3 separate regions of the Mus musculus genome follow, and all the other regions are linked to region 2. Evidence: chromatin contacts called from public Hi-C and HiChIP or PLAC-seq data. All regions are on one chromosome and are shown on one strand. Each heading gives the region's core, a stretch centred on a gene start, on an enhancer-like site or on the middle of the called end of the contact. The rest is flanking DNA. Distances are from core to core; before and after follow the strand shown. Region 1 overlaps Maml2 (mastermind like transcriptional coactivator 2). Region 2 overlaps Maml2 (mastermind like transcriptional coactivator 2). Region 3 overlaps Maml2 (mastermind like transcriptional coactivator 2).

What was found. A called contact is a pair of places that touch in the nucleus more often than the background predicts. HiChIP or PLAC-seq counts read pairs in DNA pulled down with a chosen protein or histone mark.
Region 1: a contact with region 2 is called in an H3K27ac HiChIP or PLAC-seq map of embryonic fibroblasts, with 14 read pairs. The contact joins two enhancer-like sites. A contact is called at or near these places in 1 of 15 datasets of contacts at CTCF or cohesin (the NIH/3T3 cell line), 6 of 484 Hi-C or Micro-C datasets (bone marrow-derived macrophages, brown adipocytes, cochlea and 3 more), 13 of 115 datasets of contacts at active chromatin or transcription factors (CD8 T cells, bone marrow-derived macrophages, double positive thymocytes and 8 more) and 2 of 9 other capture datasets (adipose tissue and liver).
Region 3: a contact with region 2 is called in a Hi-C map of bone marrow-derived macrophages, with 26 read pairs. The contact joins two enhancer-like sites. A contact is called at or near these places in 2 of 15 datasets of contacts at CTCF or cohesin (CD8 T cells and the NIH/3T3 cell line), 7 of 484 Hi-C or Micro-C datasets (B cells, CD4 T cells, CD8 T cells and 3 more), 19 of 115 datasets of contacts at active chromatin or transcription factors (the 230-238 cell line, CD8 T cells, the HPC-7 cell line and 15 more) and 2 of 9 other capture datasets (adipose tissue and liver).

The regions. Positions count from the first base shown.
Region 1 is chr9:13,489,880-13,493,616 of GRCm38.p6, forward strand. The region is part of intron 1 of Maml2 (mastermind like transcriptional coactivator 2); the gene reads left to right. Among named protein-coding and RNA genes, the nearest start is that of Phxr4, 60 kb to the left of the region's middle. Within about 2 kb of position 2,167, at least 33 of the 459 cell types and tissues checked have an H3K27ac peak or open chromatin away from gene starts, as enhancers often do. A contact at or near this core is called in the NIH/3T3 cell line and embryonic fibroblasts, where this site is marked.
Region 2 is chr9:13,312,738-13,316,910 of GRCm38.p6, forward strand. The region is part of intron 1 of Maml2 (mastermind like transcriptional coactivator 2); the gene reads left to right. Among named protein-coding and RNA genes, the nearest start is that of Maml2, 17 kb to the left of the region's middle. Within about 2 kb of position 1,959, at least 60 of the 459 cell types and tissues checked have an H3K27ac peak or open chromatin away from gene starts, as enhancers often do. A contact at or near this core is called in the NIH/3T3 cell line, adipose tissue, bone marrow-derived macrophages and 1 more, where this site is marked.
Region 3 is chr9:13,465,447-13,469,296 of GRCm38.p6, forward strand. All of the region lies in intron 1 of Maml2 (mastermind like transcriptional coactivator 2), which reads left to right. Among named protein-coding and RNA genes, the nearest start is that of Phxr4, 36 kb to the left of the region's middle. Within about 2 kb of position 1,400, at least 89 of the 459 cell types and tissues checked have an H3K27ac peak or open chromatin away from gene starts, as enhancers often do. A contact at or near this core is called in adipose tissue and bone marrow-derived macrophages, where this site is marked.

The sequences.
Region 1 (3,737 bases), core at 917-3,416, 180 kb after region 2:
ATGTGTTTGTGTGTGTGTATGTTTTCTTCTTGTTTATTTAAGTCCCCCTTAAATATTTAGACATTCTGTCCTGCAAATATTTTCTGAACTACTGTCTTTAATCTAATCTGCATATTCTTTTTTATTTGTTTATTTTTTAAATTCCTCATTGGAAGGGTAAGGCTTTTCTGCCCTATTGCTGTTCTGACCCATAGATTTGGTTTGTAGCCACCAAGCCACAAGTAACAAATGATCTCTGTGAATGCCATATGGAAACTTTTATTTATTGAGGAAAAAAAGGAAAAAATATTGGTTGTTTACTATGCACCTAGGAAAGATGGCTCCATTCACAAGTTTGATTCGAGAGGGGAAACTAACTCATGTTGAAATAATTATCAAAAAGAAGTGTGTGTGTATGTGTGTGTGTGTGTGTGTGTGTGTGTGTGTGTTTTGCAGGTGGTCAGAGCCAAGGATAATCAGGTGTTAATTGTCTGGGTTAGGCAGTGAGTCTCAAAGGACTTCAGGAAGGTAGAGATCAATGTGGGCTGAGGTCATCCTGGAAGACTTTCCAAACAAACCACTGGTTTTATAGATCCCTCTATTCTCCAAGCATCCACAAGCTGGTGAGGAGTGGGTCAGACATGGGACTGAAAGGATGAGTGGGAGGCTATCGAGCCAGGGAGAGAAGGTAAAATCCTACAACACACAGCTATCGGTGGGGAAGGCCCAGAGAGAGCCGTGGCTCGGGGAGTCAGTGCACCATTGCTCTTCTACTGAAGCTACCAGTGCAGATTTCCACTTCTGAAAATCCCTGTTGGCTAGTGCACATTCAGAAAACTGTTAGCATCCAGTAGAGGTCGTGGGTGGGGGTGGGTGATAGTATTGTTCTTTGATATTTGGGAAGATGATCAAGCAGACATGATAGGTGGCACTTACCTCTTTTTCTTGCAAGGGAAAGCACACAGGGGCGAGCACAGGTCCTTGTGCAAGCTCAAGGATGTACGGTATGTGTAGTGCCGTCCCATGTCCTGTAAAGTGTAAAGATGATGAGCAAGCTCAAAATGTTATCTATAGTGTTACTTCTCTTCAGGTTTTGTTTTTTAAAAAATTCAAGTGTCTCCACTTGAAAGTCACTTCTTTCTGCTTTGAAAAATAATGTCTTAAAGTGAATAGTGTTCATTGTGCCTTCTAAATTCTACGTAAGCCGCTTCACAACTAAAACCTCCTGCTATGGAAATTAAGGACCAATCCTTTGTGGTTTAGAGACTCGAAGACATCCCTTTTTATTGAGCAGGAAGAAAGAATGTGTAAGAGAAATGTTTATTTTAAAGATGATAGGACTTCAGGGATTTAAATCATGGCTATTACCATTGAGTGTTTTCTGCCATCTCCCTGATTTCATTTTTAAGATAACATAACCTCTCACATCTTTTATTTTGTCAAGGCAGCAGCTAGAGAAGGATCCAGCAGCTGTTGTGGGGATTTGGGAAACAAGATTATTCTTACTATAGTGACACTTCTTTCATCCAGGGTTATGCTAAGTGTCTAATGAAAGAATTATACCATGCAGAACATGCCAATGCCACTGAAGCTTTTGACAGAAAGAAATCCAGTCCTACTAAGGCAAGGGAGTTTTGTCTCTATCAGGAACTCAAACGTGCCCTTTGGATGTAGTAACTCCTGTCATTTCTGCACTGCAGCAGAAGTAGGGCACTCAACCCAATTTCACAACCCTACAGAGAAGAGAAGAGAGTTCGTGCCTGGCATAAGCAGGTAGGGTGTCTGAGGGAGGAAAGTGTGAAGCAGTTGTGCACCTGACCTTATGGTCTCTGCAGCACCTTTGCAGCCTGCAGCATGGCCATGATAGCTCATGAGGCAGGTTGCTCGGTTGATGAATACTAGAAAAGACTTGAATTGTTTCAGAGTACGCTGGGTTTTGTGGAAAGTCTTTTTTAATTTATAAGCATCCCTGGTTAAAAACAACATGATAAAGAAAGCTCGCATTCTCCTTAGAACCCAGAAATTTAGAAGGAATTGAACAAGGAATAGGGGATCACCTGAACCAACTTCCTTTGCTTTGCAAACAGGAACTTAGGCTAAGGAAATCAACCTCTGGCTCGACTCAGGTTACACAGAAGTTTACAAAGAGAGCAGAGTGAGTCCACACCCCAGACATCCTTACGTTGTTAGTCAGAAGGCCAGATGGAAGAAGGGAGTCCTTGTAGGTCAAAGGACAACACACGTGCTGTAGAAAGTACAACACTGTAAATATGTTAGAAACTGTGCGTGTGATTAGGCCAATTCAGGTCTACTCTTAAACCCATAGAACAACAATAGACAAATGTGTAAACAAAGGAATATGTATGTCTGTGACACAATAAAACTTTATTTACAAACCCATTGATGGGCAGTTTGTGATAACCTTCTCTCCAGAATTAATGGAGAAAATGAGTGCAGACATCTTGGGAGGCTTTACGAGCCAACTTCCAAATTTTATCTGTCATAGAGAATGCCAATTTTTCATAGCTCTGGAGGGTGCTGTTAGAAAAATTGCTCTGACTCAGGCAAAACTGACTCTTTTTATAGCTTTCCCAAGAAAAGGTTGTTCTGGAGGATTTTCAAATATTGGAGAGTCATTCTTCAGGATTGCGCTCCTGTTACTCTTGTTCTAGTTACACATGAAGACTTGTGTTTTCCATACATCTGTGCGACGTGGAAATTCACTACTGAGAGAGTCTACAACCACTGTGAATGTGAACTGAGCTATGACTTTAAAATTAGAATATTTACCACTGTCTTCAAAAATGACTTGAGAGCTTTGTGGCTGTTAAGAAATGGAAACAGAGCAAAGATGTTCTAAATGTATATTACTGTGTAAAATTGTCCATAGATCATAAAGGTTTTAAGTTGCTTTTTAAAGTTTTCAAACCTATGCATGCAGGGGTGTGTGTGTGTGTGTGTGTGTGTGTGTGTGTGTGTGTGTGTTATACAGACAGAGGAAGAAAAGAGAGAAGAAGAGATTACTTTGGGAGGCAAGTCAGAGGACAGACACAAACAGCAGTAGCTGCCCTAGAATGAAGATTTCCTTGTTCATTACAACTGCCTGCTAGGACAGGTTTAGTACCCCAAATTTTGCAGAAGTTACAACAGTTTCACTAAGGCAAATCTGCAGCACAGTGTCCTATTCCTCCAGATGTGCCATTCAAACATTGGCGTGTAAAATAAATGACCCTGTAGAAACTACATAGGTTTGATGGCCTTAAGCCAGAAACAAGCCTAAACGGAGTAAAGAAAAATGGCAGAGGGAGAAGACAGTGCTGGCAGAGGCCAGCAAGAGGTGGACAGAGGCCAGACATCAAGCTTTAAATGCCTACTGTGGGTCACTGCAAGATGATGGCTCTGTCCCTGATTCCCTTGCTCATCACTCTGTGCTCTGCTCCTCACTTCACTCTTTTGCAAATACTAGGTACCACATGACAGGTAAGGAAACCTCATGATCAGTCTGGAAGAAAATAACTTCGTTCTTGTCTGCCTTGTGCTTGAGTTCTGCTATGGTCAGTTGTTATTACAGACAGGGAAAGCCTGTAGGCATTAACTTTCCTCCATGTCAACATTGATTTGTTGAAAACTCGTTATCTCTCTGTGAAGATTTCTGGAGAGTATTTGAGTGAAAACTTAATAAATAATTTCCTTGACTAGGAATTAGCCGTGGCAAAGCTTACCGCCTTACCATCCTGCTAGTCTTCATAACAAACCCA
Region 2 (4,173 bases), core at 709-3,208:
ACATGGTACCATCCACCTTTTCCTCACAGAAACCTGGTGCTATAACTAAGCTGCCACTATAGCTATTTGTACTCTACAAATGAGAAACAGACTTGGAGAAATTGAGGAACAATACTGTTAAATACAGCTATGCTATGTATGGATAGCAGGTCCACACATCGTCTCCACATGTTCTCTGCAGAGCTGATTTTACAGACAAGTGGGAAGGGCTTAGACCTGTTTGTGCTAAGCCTGCAAGCCTGCAGTCCACTACAGGGCACACTGACAGCAACCTCGAGGAAGTAGGGTTACAAATCCTTAACTGCGTTTGCGGGTAGACTGGGCCAGTGAAGGTCTTGACCTTCGCAAGCTCACCCACTAGGAACTCAAAGCCAATGACTTTCCTAGAAGGAATGGCAATCATGAATGGAGTGAGGGTGTTGGACTCTCTAGGCACACCAAACTAGAATAAAGGAGACTGGAAAGGAGCCTTTTTTTCTTATTCTTATTTTTTCTTATTTCAATCATTAATTTGCAAGAAAACAAGTCAAGACAAGAGTATGGTTTAATTTAGGAAACTAAACACTCAGCTGCTGCATTTCTGATGACTCCTAGGAGTCCACTAGCAGGGTCATGGAGAAGGGCTGCAGAGTCCTCTGAAGTAAGGGCTCAAAGGAAATTCTCCATGGATATTCACAGGACCCACAACTGGTCTTTAAGCTTTTCTCCTTCCTGTTAAGTCTTTTCTGAGTAATATCTTGGATGGGACTTAAAGGAAAGATCTGCAGCTCTTTGCTTAGAAGAAACTTTTGTATGCAATCAAATCCAAGTGGAGAATACATTTCTTTAAGTTGATGAATGTTTTCTTTTACCAGAAGAAAGTGGCAAGAATCATAATCGATGAGGTTTTTGATGGAGATAAAAATATGCTTTATTTATTTCAAGTTAAAGTTCCACCATGGTGTCAGACGTCTGACATGCATCACTCAGTGGATGTTGAACAATACTGGCAAATATACAAACACAAACTTTTGTGTCTGTGTGTGAATGCTTGCATATATATAAATATATATACATGTAGGTACATATGTGTCCACGTGTTGAGGCCAGAGGATGTATCTGCTGCGTTCCTCGGGTGTTATCTATCTTCTTTGCTTGTTTGTTGTGTGTCTGTTTGCTGTTTTGAAACATGGCCTTTCACTACCTGGAATTCTGGAATTCAGCAAGTATGCTAAGCTAGCTGGCCAGAGAGCCCCAGGGATGCGCCTATCTCTACTTCCCCAGTAACAGGATTCCAAACACATAGTACCTGCCCTTGCTTTTTGTATGTGAATTCTGGGGACTGAACTCAGGCCTTTGTGGCTGACTAAACTGACTGAGCAGCCTCACAAACATGTTGTTTGCTTGTGAGTCAAGGTCTCATGATGTAGTCCTGGCTATCCTGGAACTCACTATGTAGACAGGACTGACCTCAAACTCACAGAGATTCACTTCTGCTTCCCAAGTGCTGAGATTAAAGTTGGGCACCACTACTCCCAGCTTTTACAAGTATGAAAATTTGAGATCACAACCCCTTCTACCGTGTACTATGCATAGAGTGAGAAATATTGTTCTTCACCATGGCCTTCCAGTACAGCATGCTTATTTAAAATCACATTATATGTCTAATTTTTCAAGCACTATTCTAAATGTTTTTGAAGTATTAACTCATATCCCTGTACTTAAACCATGACATTATTCCCATTTGACAGATAGGGACTGAGTAGTGGTACAGTAAGAGTTTGAACTGTTGCTAGCTGCTAGAGTCCTATTACCTCTAACCAATGTCCCTTGCTGAGTGTAGAAGACACTCACGCAGGTGTCCTCAGACTCCAGCTCACGTCTGATCCAGGCCTGAGTTTTGAAGCAAGTACAACAAAGTATTTGCAATCCAGTGCTGATTAGACATGAAGAGTCATCTTAGCTGCAGATGCAGCTCAGTAGGAATGCCTAAGGCTATAGATCACTCTTTGAGTTGCCTGTCTCCTGTTTTCTAAGCCTCAGAAAGTGCTGGAACATGTAGTTCGTGAATGACAGATATGCTTTGGCTTGCATTCTGGGATAGGTTTCTACAGCCACCTGGAAGGCCTGTGGAGGTTTCTGAAATAAAACGTGTGCTCACTGGGAAGGAGAACGATGCTGAGTCATTATCCTCACTGGCCCCGTGGGCATGGCTGGTCTCTGGGATAGACTCTTTATGCTCAGGAACCAGCCATGGAGTATCTCCAGTGTGCATTCCAGATGGAATGTTAATTCTTGTGGAGGAATGGTTCCAGATCTGACTATGTTGTGAGGAGGCTACAGTCCATCTGGAAAACAAGTTTATGTTTAGAAATAAACTGCCTTTACCTTATAGATCCCTTACAGATATTGCGGCCTCTGTTCTGTAAGTGTGGTGTGGAGACTTCTTTCCCTACTTGCAACTAGATCACTCTCTCTAAAATCCTTACACATGAAAATCCTGCAGACACTGTCTCCGTGGTATAAATTCTGGAAGAGTTGTTCTTTGGATGGGAATGGCCACAGAAAGTGAGGAGATGGTGAGCATGAGGCCCAGAACATAAAAGCCATCCTTGGGGTTTTCTTTTGGGAATTAGATCTTGCTATAAGCTTCCATAACACTTCTCAGGAAATCTGTTGTTTCATCTAAATCCTGCCCTCGGCCCAGGAATGGAGAGGAAAAGACTGCAGTTCCCCAAGCACTCTTGTCAGGAGCTTTCTGTGCTAAGAGGCAGGAGACTTCGCTCCTTGACTTCATGTTCCTCTGCTGTGTGTTACAAGCATGTTCAGTGTGGGTCCGCTCCATGGTTTTGTCAGATTCCCAAAGTGCTCCAAGGCCTGAAGAACCTGAAGTCAAGGCTTGGGGTGAGAGGAAGAAGAATCCTAGGAATGCTGGAGTAGTGAGATTGTTGTCCAGAGCACAAGCTCCGGGAGAGCTCTTGAGTTGATTACTAGTCTGTGTTCTGCTCACTCCAGGCTCAGGAATCGGGGCTGAAATCAAATGTACCTTGTTTTGTGCCTGATTCCCTAACCCTGGGCCTTCTTGTCTGTTGTGTTATCTATCTGGGCACCATTGCCCTGTTTAGCTGTCCCCAGGTCTGCTTTTTTTCTGCAGGTTTCTTTCATTCTCTTCTGCAGGTGAGAGCCCTAGTAAACAGTCTCTTAGGCTTGGTTTCTAAGTGACCTCTCACATTTGCAGGCTTCCTGCCCTCTCACCTTAACCTCTGCATTTAAATAATGTCTCTCCCTTTCATTAAGGACCTTCTTAGTGAATATTTGAGGCCTGGCTTGCAGCTTTTTCCTGGGACATCGGCACAGGGACTGTTCTTATTAGCTGGGCACCCCAGGCTGCTGGAGTTCCTATCTTGGCAGTGGACCATCAAACACCCTATTTTTAAGAGTCTCTAACTTAGTTGTAAACATGTGCTGTGACTGGGCCCTCTGTCTCTTTACTCATATTTACTGAAGTGGTTTAGCTGTTGAAAAGTTGTTATGATGAAAAAGATTAAAAAATAAAAGCTTGGCCTCCAGGATTGTTATTTTCCACTTGTCTAACTCAAAAATACATGATCTCACAAAAAAGAAAGAAGGAAGGAAGGGAGGGAAGGAAGGATAGAGGGAGGGAAGAAGGAGAGAGGGAATAAGAGAGAGTAAAAGAGAGAGAGAGAATTGATGTGTTCGGTTGCTTAATTTGATGGTCTAGTCATATTGCTAATTTAAGGGGGGAGTGAACCAACTGGTTCATTTTGCTCTGACAAATGCCAGTCAAACATGCATAGGGGTGGGGGTGGTGTGTGCTGCACATGTTTAAATGATTGGACCTACTCAAATAAGTCAATCTGGTTGGCTTTGTAAACTGTTTATGCTCTTAAGATCATGTGTATTTATAATAAAAATATTCTATAGATGTATTTAAGTTCTAAAGACTTTTCTTATTCCATTAGGAGACCTTAACCACTATCCCAAACTCTCATCATTCCATCCATGTACACTGGTAGACTGTTGACATTTGAGACCCTTGCACAATAATATATAGGAACTTGGTAAAGGAAAGACTATTGCACATATATCTATTATTTTGATCCTTTTAAGAAATGTAGGGTTACCAACCATATCTTAATATTTTGAGGAGATGGTGACTTATGGCTCAGAGTG
Region 3 (3,850 bases), core at 150-2,649, 150 kb after region 2:
GTGTGGAAAGACTATATGACTCATGACTGGCCTCTTCAGCCTGGCTTAGCTTGAAGGAGCCTCTGTACTGTGACATGAAATGGATTTGCAAACAGTTGTCTTCAGTATGCTCACTGGAGAAAAGCAAGATGCTTCATAAGTGGGGAACTCTGGACAAATGACTGCAGCTAAAGACACCACAGGGTGTAAACGCTTCCAGATGGAGACCAGTTTCCCACCCTACTCCCCACAGTTCTCACTCTAAAACATTAGGGGGAAGGGCACTTGAGAGAAGAGCTCCTCAGGATCCTTGGCTCACCTTCCCACCCTAGGAAGGCTAAGCGAGAGTTCAAGGGGTAAACACAGTCAGACAAATAATCTCAGTCTATTTCCTGTAGTCTATCAACACATACTCACCAGAAGGCAGGGGAACCATCTGAGGAAAAGAAGGCTTAGTTGGTGGAACATCTGAGTGGGCCGTTTTTCTCTTAGGAAATTACCAAGACTTCAGGTAGCCTTTAGGAGGACCTGATGGATAGGGTAGCTACATGAAGGAGGACCTTCAAGACACAAGTTGAAAATAGCAGGCAGCAATTAGTGCACCACAGAGCTGCCTGCTTTGCCTGCTTTGTTTCCCACTTTGGTAAGCTCTGGGAGACGTCCAGGTTTTGATTTGTTTGATCTTTATGCCTACAAAAAACAAACAAACAAACAAAAATGTCATCCCTTTTCCCCTCCACCGGACCAGTCCTTGTCTCTTATAACTCCCTGAACAAAGGGTAGGGGTTTTGCTTGAAGCAAGACCACATGTATTTCAACCCAATAAATAAAGACAAGAAATTAAAATCAGGTATTTCACATTGTTCTTTTCTGGCTGGCCCCATCAGGCCTGGAATTTTTGCTCTTTTTTTTTTGGCCCCTTGAGTCATAGGAGATTTAGCTGGGATCAAGTCTGTTCGCTTCCCAGACCTCTAAGTTTGACCACTGTATTCTGTGTCTTGAACGTTTGCTCACAAAAGTTGGGCTAGGCAGTGGTGGCACCAGGGATGCTGGTTAGCAGATGAAGGGAATTCTGTCTTTGGAGATGTGTACAGCAAATCACAACTCAGGGCATGGCAGTGAAGACGCTCGCCTCCTTGCTTCTTTGCCTTGGGCCTCAGATAACAACAGGATGTGGCTTCTGAACACATGCAAGTTCCTTCAAGTGGCCTCTTTCAGTTTCATTCTGCTTTGGGCACTACAACATACAATCCACAGTTTTAAAGTCACCTATTTTTCTTGCCATTAATATATTTTTGTTATAGTTTTAACCAGGTCAGGACCACATTGTACTCAGGCACCAGAGTCCATGTCCACATATGTTTAGTCAGTACTCTATACAACTAAAATGAGACGGTTATGAAGTAGGCAGAAAAAGTTCTTTTTCTGTAACTATGAAGATTGACGGTGTTTCCCTCCGCTGGTGTTTTTCCAGTGTCTGTGCTACTGCTCGTTCTGGTAACCAATGATGTTAGCCACCAGGATCCAAAAGGTATCAAAATCCTGGGGAGGATACAAGATAATTAGCTCTAGGCGCAGGCTCAGGTAGAGAGATGACTTTGGTCAGAAACAGGCGTGAGCGCCACGGGAGCAGGAAGAACTGGACTGCAATTTTGCTCTTTCTGTAGCGTCTTTTTCTCTTCCTCTCCCCTCCGTCCTCCCCTGCTCCTTTGTCTGTCTCTTGCTGCTCATCTAGTGTGCATCACCTTCTGCCTCTTCATTTCCTCCTTGCCTACACTTCCAGAACCCCAGGACATAGCATGAAAAGGGAACCAGACAGCCATCCAGCTTGTGGACAGAGGAATGCTCTAGAATTTTTTAAATTTCAGGTTTAGGAGCTGAAGAGGTTGGGGGCTCAGAGTGCTTGCTGTTCTTGCAGAGCACTGGAGTTCCATCAGACAATCTTACAAGTACCCAAACCCCAGCTCCAGTGAATTGGATGTCCTCTTCTGGCCTCCCAAACCACCCGTAAGCATGAGTGGAAGCATATCTACACACACACACACACACACACACACACACACAAACTTACAAATAATCTTTAAATAATTAAGAACAAATAAAAATGTTCAGTTTTGCATAGCCCTTGCACTTACAAATGATACAGAGAATGTTTTCATTTCAGTTGACACCAACCTAAAAAGCCAAAGGTCCTTTCCTAGTATTTCCTCATAACAAAGAATTTCCTAGATGGTAGACACTGTTGTTAAGCTGACTGAACAAATACCTTGAAAGAGAAGTCATTCCACATCGAACATCCAAGATTCCATTCAGCGCATATTTGCTGAATGCCCAATCGACACCTGCATCTTGTTTATTCACAGAAAATGCACAGTGGGTTCGAATTGTGAGCCTGAACGGTGCTTAGCAGTGAGATCCCAAGAGGTCGCCAGATTCCTATTGAAGAACCTGCTGCCTACTGAAGGAGAAAGAGTACCAACAGGTCACGCTCAGCTGGACGTGGTGGACGTGGTGGTACAGGCTTTTAATCCCAGTGCTCAGGAGGCAGAGGCAGGTGGACCTGTTAGTTCTGGTCTACATAGCAAGTTCCAGGCCAGCAAAAGCTACATAATGGGACCCTGTCTCAGCAAAACAAAGATTAACTTTGGGATGCTAGGGGAAGTTTCCCAGTTGTAGAGAGCTGTGATATTAAACAGTGATACAAGCCAGTGTCTCTCCCTTAAGGGAATAGAAGGCCTCCTGGAAATTTGGCATGAAAACAAAGTTTGTGTAAATCCCAAGGTTTTTCTACAACTGCACTGCACAATTGGAAATGTTTTCCCACAGAATAACCTTTCAAAATGCTCAGTGTATGACCTGGAATGAGAAAACTGTATCGTGTCTGTGTTTTGACAACTGGAGTTTACATTTCCAAGGTAATACTGCTTCTTTTTTTGCAGTTTTCTTCTTGCTGTTCATGGTTTTATTCTTGCAATAATTTGCTGAATCTGAGTTTGACACTACCTTCGGACCAGAAATATTCCTTTCTTTCTATGTGGCATATCCTGTCTTCTCAGGTGGCTCTGGGTTCTACTTCCTCTTCCTGGATATCTGTTAAGAGAACTGTAGCAGGTAGCCCAGCCAAACAGTGTGTGTTCTCAGCTGATCTGCTTGGGTGGTCTCAGGTGTTGAAGAGGATTGAGTTATACTCAGCATCAGCTCAGTTCATTGGTTAGTTTAGAATAAGGAATGTCTGCGTGTCTTCTATTTAATAAATATTTATTAGCCACCCACCCTGCATAATCAGAATCACAGTCCACATGCCTGTGGTGACGCCAGGTGACATGGAAAGACAAGCATCAAATACTTGTTTGTAACCAGGATAAAACTACAGAGGACAAATACAGGTTTCTGTGAACACATGTCCAAGGAACCGACTTTGCATGATAAGCCACGGTCGGGAACGGCTTCCTTGGAAGTCATGTCTCAGCTGAGCTTAGAAGGGTAAGCCGAATGTGTCTTCAGATGGAAGGCTGAACACAGCCCCTGGGTCTGCAGGGAACAGGAAGTTGTAGGGCAGTTCTGGGCCAGCAGGGCCCCTGCAAAGGCAGCAGAGAAGGATGAAGGGAAAGTGTAGAATCTGTGCCTGAGCTCAGGCACCCCATTACTGACTTGCAGGCCTGGCTTCACAGCTCTATCAATTTTTAAAATGTGTTTTGTTTGTGTTTGCGTGGTCTCCAAATAGCAGAAAATCTGTGGATTAGTATATAAGGGGAAATGTATCTACACAAAACAAAAGGCCTTAAATACTGAGAGTGTTAGAACACATCTCAGATCAACCCAGGTCCAGCTTCAGCCTATATTTTGCCCATTCCCTATCCCCCATTCCCCA